Linked DNA regions of Drosophila melanogaster: region 2 is linked to region 1. Evidence: chromatin contacts called from public Hi-C data. All regions are on one chromosome and are shown on one strand. The core of a region is the stretch at or near the end of the contact, and the rest is flanking DNA. Distances in the headings are between cores, read along the strand shown.

The links. Hi-C and Micro-C count contacts between places; a contact is called where the count stands out from the background.
Region 2: a contact with region 1 is called in a Hi-C map of the Kc167 cell line, with 2.2 times the contacts expected there. The contact joins the promoter of CG31249 here to the promoter of Patr-1 in region 1. A contact is called at or near these places in 3 of 107 Hi-C or Micro-C datasets (the Kc167 cell line and embryo).

Annotation. Positions count from the first base shown.
Region 1 is chr3R:17,042,110-17,044,823 of dm6, forward strand. Patr-1 (Protein associated with topo II related - 1) reads left to right here and starts at 1,455. Exons shown (of 5, transcript NM_001300440.1): 1 at 1,455-1,579; 2 at 1,750-2,563. The coding sequence starts at 1,541. It overlaps bdwf (bedwarfed), which reads right to left and starts at 1,027. Exons shown (of 2, transcript NM_142334.3): 1 at 561-1,027; 2 at 1-504. The coding sequence starts at 953.
Region 2 is chr3R:17,685,565-17,688,537 of dm6, forward strand. It overlaps CG31249, which reads right to left and starts at 1,507. Exons shown (of 3, transcript NM_169774.3): 1 at 1,332-1,507; 2 at 947-1,273; 3 at 125-797. The coding sequence starts at 1,401. The coding sequence ends at 442. It overlaps osa (osa,), which reads right to left. Exons shown (of 15, transcript NM_206506.2): 15 at 2,254-2,973. It overlaps CG31360, which reads left to right. Exons shown (of 2, transcript NM_169773.3): 2 at 1-243.

The sequences.
Region 1 (2,714 bases), core at 205-2,704:
CTGTTCAATTGCCAAGTGATGTCGCTTGTCCTCGTACAGCTTCTGCTTGTACAGGACAAAAAATTCATTGAGTGCAAGTTGAACGCTGTTGGCGGTATCGTGCACCATTTCTAGGTTATTGCTAATCTTGTCAAGCAGTGTGGTCTCCTCCTCCGCCAGTCGACTGCTGGCCAATGCGGCCCGTTTGTTAGATTGCAGGTAAAGCGGGTCAATGTCCGTTTTGTTCTCCTCCGGTTCGTAAACGTACTCGGCGGAAGTCTGAAGGGCGCCACCATCTTCTTCCGGGACCACATCCTCTACTTCGTCCACATCAAATTCCGTGGTGGAATTCTCATGCATTTCATCGTCGGAGACCTTCATAATAATCTGACTTACATCCTCGTTTAATCTACACAGTGTGGCTATTGTTTCCTCCGACGAAGTAAGACTGGTGCCAAAAGGCATGTTCTGCATCTCATTCTTTTCCACCTTTCTCAGGATAAACCTCTTCCAGTCCTTTAAGGCCTACAAACAAATCAACTTATAATGCAAGCGGTTAGAAAAAAAGTAAGTTAGAATACCCTTCTCCAGGTGGCTATATCTTTTCGCGGCGGACCGTGGCTATTAAGTTCGGATGACAGTTCCTCCCACAGCGACTCCAGATTGCCCCGTGTTTCCCACGTCGGATTCTGAAGCAGACGCGGATGTTTCTTCACGAATTCTAACAATATCAGCTCTTGCGTTGAGTTGCGCGGCTTGGCTTTGTTCCGGTCGATGGCGATGGTGGTCTGCGGCTGGAATTTGTACTTGGAGTTCCGGTTGAGTCCCGATGTGGGGTGCATCCTGTTCATGTGCTTGCTTAGATTCGTGGTGGTCGTCTTGTAAGAGAGCTTCGCCTTGCAGATATTACACACCGCAAACGTGTCGTCCACCGCCCGGAAAAAGCACCAGATCTCGCTCGTTTTCCGCTTCATTTCGACTAAGTTGTTTTGGAAAAGGAAACAGGCTCGTAGTTCCGTCCAAAGCAATAGTTCAAGAACTAGTAATTTAGGGATGAGCTTGCGGGCGCTGATTTCAAGTTTCGAACTAGTTCAAAATATCGAATACATTGAAGGAGTGCAAATGCACCTTAATTAGGGCAGATTTTTCATTGATCAGTAAAATCTAATGTTGTTGACTTATTAACCAGTCGTGGTAAGTCCCAAACTGAATAAATAAATATGCAACATACGAAATTTGGCAGTGGTTAAATCATCATTTTTTTCTAACATCACTGTAGCAAAATGCAAACTTATAAATTTAGACAAATCTTCAGTCGTTCACCTATTGAAAAAAAACGTATGAAAAAAATATATATTTTAAATTTGCATGTTAATTCCAACATTTGTAATATGATAATATTTATATGCGAGCGAAATTGATGTATTGTGGCGATAGTCAGAAAACCATCGACGTCAGACTATCGATAGTACCATCGATATTTTGACAGCTATACTGCTGAGGTGACAACTTGTCACTGACAAGTCATGATAATTTTTTGTAAAGCAATAGATTTATCGCCATGGATGACTCGTTTTTCGGCTTTGACACGAATCTACCGGTAAGCAGCGGTCCCGACATTGCGGCTGCAATATCCGGGATAGCGGGCCGCACAGGGGTCGGCAAATGCCCAACGCACACTTTTCACTCGGCAAATAAGGGGGCATCGAAGGCCACCGGGGGCAGAAAAAGTAGGAATGTCTAATTTACTTGCTTCAATTGTTTCTCCAGGACGAAGATGGTGGCGATGGACGCATCGTCGAGGCGGAATACGATGCCCTCAATGACGAAACCTTTGGATCCGCTATAAATGGCGACTGGGAGGAAGCCCATGAGACGATGGTACGCCTGGGCGGGAATGGCGAAAGGGTGCGGAAGCGACCCGCGGAATCTAGTGGAAATACGGATTTTGCCGATCAGGGAAATGGTGCCTTCCTGCGACACGCTAATCCGCTATCATCGGCGCCCTCTTCAAGCGGCTCCACTCCGGCCCCTTTGAATGCCCCCTTCCGACAGTCTCGTCACATAGGGGACTCGGACTTGGAGCTAAACATTTCCTCCATGAAGTTGGACGACATGGACCTGTCCTCTTTCACCACTGATAGCGAAGCCGGTGGGCTGAGCAACCGCATTAAGCTGGACTCCGGGGTCTGGGGATCACAGCCGTTTCCCAACAACCAACATTTGTTCCGCGAGCCTATGCGCAGCGCCTTCAAGCCACAGCAGCAGCAACATCAGCAGCACCAACCACAACAAATGAAGCCACCGCAGGAAGCGAATGCCAACTTTGCACTGAATCCACAGCCTTTTCCAAAAATTACAACTCTCGAGGATATAGAGCGCAATATGATCATTCAGCAGGCCATTCCGAAACAACAGCAGCAGAGCCAGCAACAGGCGGAACGCAAAATGTTTGATGATTTTAGTCTGGGTAACAGGCAGCAGGTGCCTACACCAACCATGTTGCAGCAACAGATGTTGCAGCAGCAGCATCATCAGAAACAACAGTCGCAGCAGCAGCCGCCACAACAAGCGCAGCACAAGGGTAATTATATATTAAAACTAAAAAGTATTGATGCATACAAAAACAGGCCTCAGTATTTAAAAAGAAAACATGTCCAACAAAAAGTATAATTCCTAAAAATATTTATTTCTTACGAATCTATTTTTGGGGACAATTTTTAAGACAGATTTAA
Region 2 (2,973 bases), core at 257-2,756, 640 kb after region 1:
CTTAATATATAAAGGTTAATGTTTTCTTTTGTACGACCATGTGGCATTACAATAATATAGCTGTAACCTTGTTTTTAGAATTTTTTCTATTTAAAATCGTTGAAAACAAAACCTTGTTTGCTTTAATGAATTTATGATTTATTTTAAATAAATTAATTACATAGGCATACACAATATTGCATCTTTTGAAAGAGGATCATAAATAAACATATGTTTGTATTAATAATAATATTATAAAATATCAACAGGATTCTTATTTTATAGCTTTCAAAAAAGGTGTTTGCTTGTTCATAGCTTGGCTGTTGATCTATCTATTGATTTCTGCTAAATGTTGTTGCTTGGCTTTAAAGGATATTTTATAGATGCAATTTTAAAACTTTTATGTTCTTTATGTCCTTTTATGTTATATTGTGTCGATTGCGTTCCTTTACTGTTAATCGTCTAGAATCCCACTTTCCCCAGCTTGGTATCAGTCTTTGGATTGGCCGTGATGTTCTGCACCGCCACAATGGTCTCATTGATGTGTGTCTGCAGCTCGCGTAGGCTCTGGATCTGGAGAAGACGTAGTATGCGCATGGGCAGGTCCAGGGCAGAGTCGTTGGACGAGACGACGTCGTTTCCCTTGTCAAAAGGGAAGGGTTTACCCACTACCGGCTTGCGATCCTTGGCGGCGGGCGAGAGGCGTTCGTGCACCACGCGAGCGATAGCCTCCAGCTGCAACAGATGGTTCGGGTGGTGCGGCACATTCAGTTTGCTGGCCAGCAGCCGGACTCCATCCACGAACGCTTTTTCCTGAGCTGGTGGGAAGAAAGAATTAATACTTGTTGTACTTTACCTGATTATCATCTATAGATAATAAAAGTGGTTTTTGGAACCTCTTAAAAAATCCATAATATATAAATTTAAAGTTCCTTAAATGGTAAATTTAGTTAAAATCAGACCATACTATTAATATTTCCATCGAAAATAGCCTGGACCCTTTGTTGGGACTGCTTGCCATTGCTTTGGGGTGGCACCTGTTTGGTGTTAATCGAGGCAAACTGATCAGGATCATCGAGGAAGTCCAGGCGCACAGCATAGCTGACAATCCAGGCCAGCTGCTCCTGCCGCGTCTCCAGGGGCGGCATGCTCAAATCGGCACAGTACTTTAAGTAACCCTCCTTCCAGATCTCAGGGTTGTCGACAGTGCGCAGCTTACAGCGATCCTCTATGGAGTAAAGCCGGATCTTCTGGTCCTCCAACCAGAGGACTGTGTTGGCGAATTCCTTGCGGTCTGCGGAACGAAAAGAATGGGATGACTTATAGCCCCATCAGGAAAACTAGACAATTACCGCTCATCACCACCGGGATGTCAACATCGGGACGACCCAGTACCTCGAGTTTCATCTTGAGCGACAGCATGCTTTCAACGGATTACTATACAAAAATCGATTCGCTCTGTTAATTTACAAAAAATGTTACAGCCGGCTGTGCTTATTCTTATCGCCCAAATTTAAGGGATGGAACATTAAACGAGAGGACTTATCGACGTAGAAATTGGGCTGCCAACTTGCTGTGATAAAGCTGTTCGAATTTAATAATCTCGAAAAAGTATCGATATATAATTTTTAAATCAAATATTTTGTAAGAAACTACTTACTGTCAAAAAGTATTTTTTCCGATAATTATTTTTTTGCACATCATATTATTCAATTAATTGAAGAACTATTAATACAATTTTAAAGCTCTTCATTGACCGATTAAAATTGTCAATTAATTAAAAAAGTCAAATTTATCCCGGAACACGCGAATTCTTAATATTAATGTAAGTTCTTTTAAAATTGATTTTTGAAATTGTAAATTTGAACAAATTGACATTGTAAATACAATGCACAAATTCCCAATCGAGTAACATCGACCTCAATGCTGAAAGTACAGCCTAATAACAGACAAAAGATCTTGTTACTAGACATTTTTGAAAACCTAGACATGGTATTTAGGTGCTCAATTGCATATTATCTCGAATATACATTTATATAATAATCTTTCGCTCAACAGTGAATGTCCTACGCTGAACAGAAGCAATATAGTTTATAATAATATAATAAGAAATATTTTGGGAATGCGTTACCATAGGATTCATCAATCTGACCAATTGATTTGCACTGAAAAAATCGAAATGAGTTCTAAAAAGTATTTCCCCGCCAAAAAATATTTTTCCCTTATCAGCGATAAGAAACGACAAGTACAAAGGCTGTATTGTATATCATATATGTATGTATATTAATTAAATAATTAAATTAAGTTTGAGGGACATACATTTACATCCTAGCAAATTATAGACTAATAACTACACGTTATATATCGAGATGCTGAGTTATAATATTTGTTTGCAAACAACTACACGAATACACGTATCAACAGCAGCAGTTTCCTATTATCTCCCAATATCTTGCAGTTCCTCTGGATCCAGAGGATCGCCACCGGAAACCGGAAGGACCTCTAGACTTGCTCATGCCAGAATCTGGAGACATTTCATTTTCGATCTCTTATGTAGCACGTTAATTATGTGTGAGAAAGTTTAGTATACAAATTGGTGCACCCACCCATGTATGGTTTTGCATTAATTGTTTATTGGTTTCCTAACGCCAAGCATTTTGGGTGTGGGTGTGGATGTGTGGTTATTAGTCCTTTTTGCGTGCTTCTCTACAGCTTTAGTTCGATTTGCTTCGCTTTGTGTTTTATAGCATTTTATGGTTTCGTTTTGTTTTGCTTTGTTTTCTTGGTTTTATTTGTTTTGCATTTTAAATTAAGATTAAGATAAAAACCTAATTATTTATCTTGTCATTTACGCCTTAAGTAAGTTCGATATAAAATAAAACGAAGCAGCAGCACTTCCAGCAAATAATACAGTTAACATAAGATTACAGCATTAGGGTTTCATTTTTTCGATTTTTCATGTTTCGTTTATATTAATTATGTATGTATATGTTA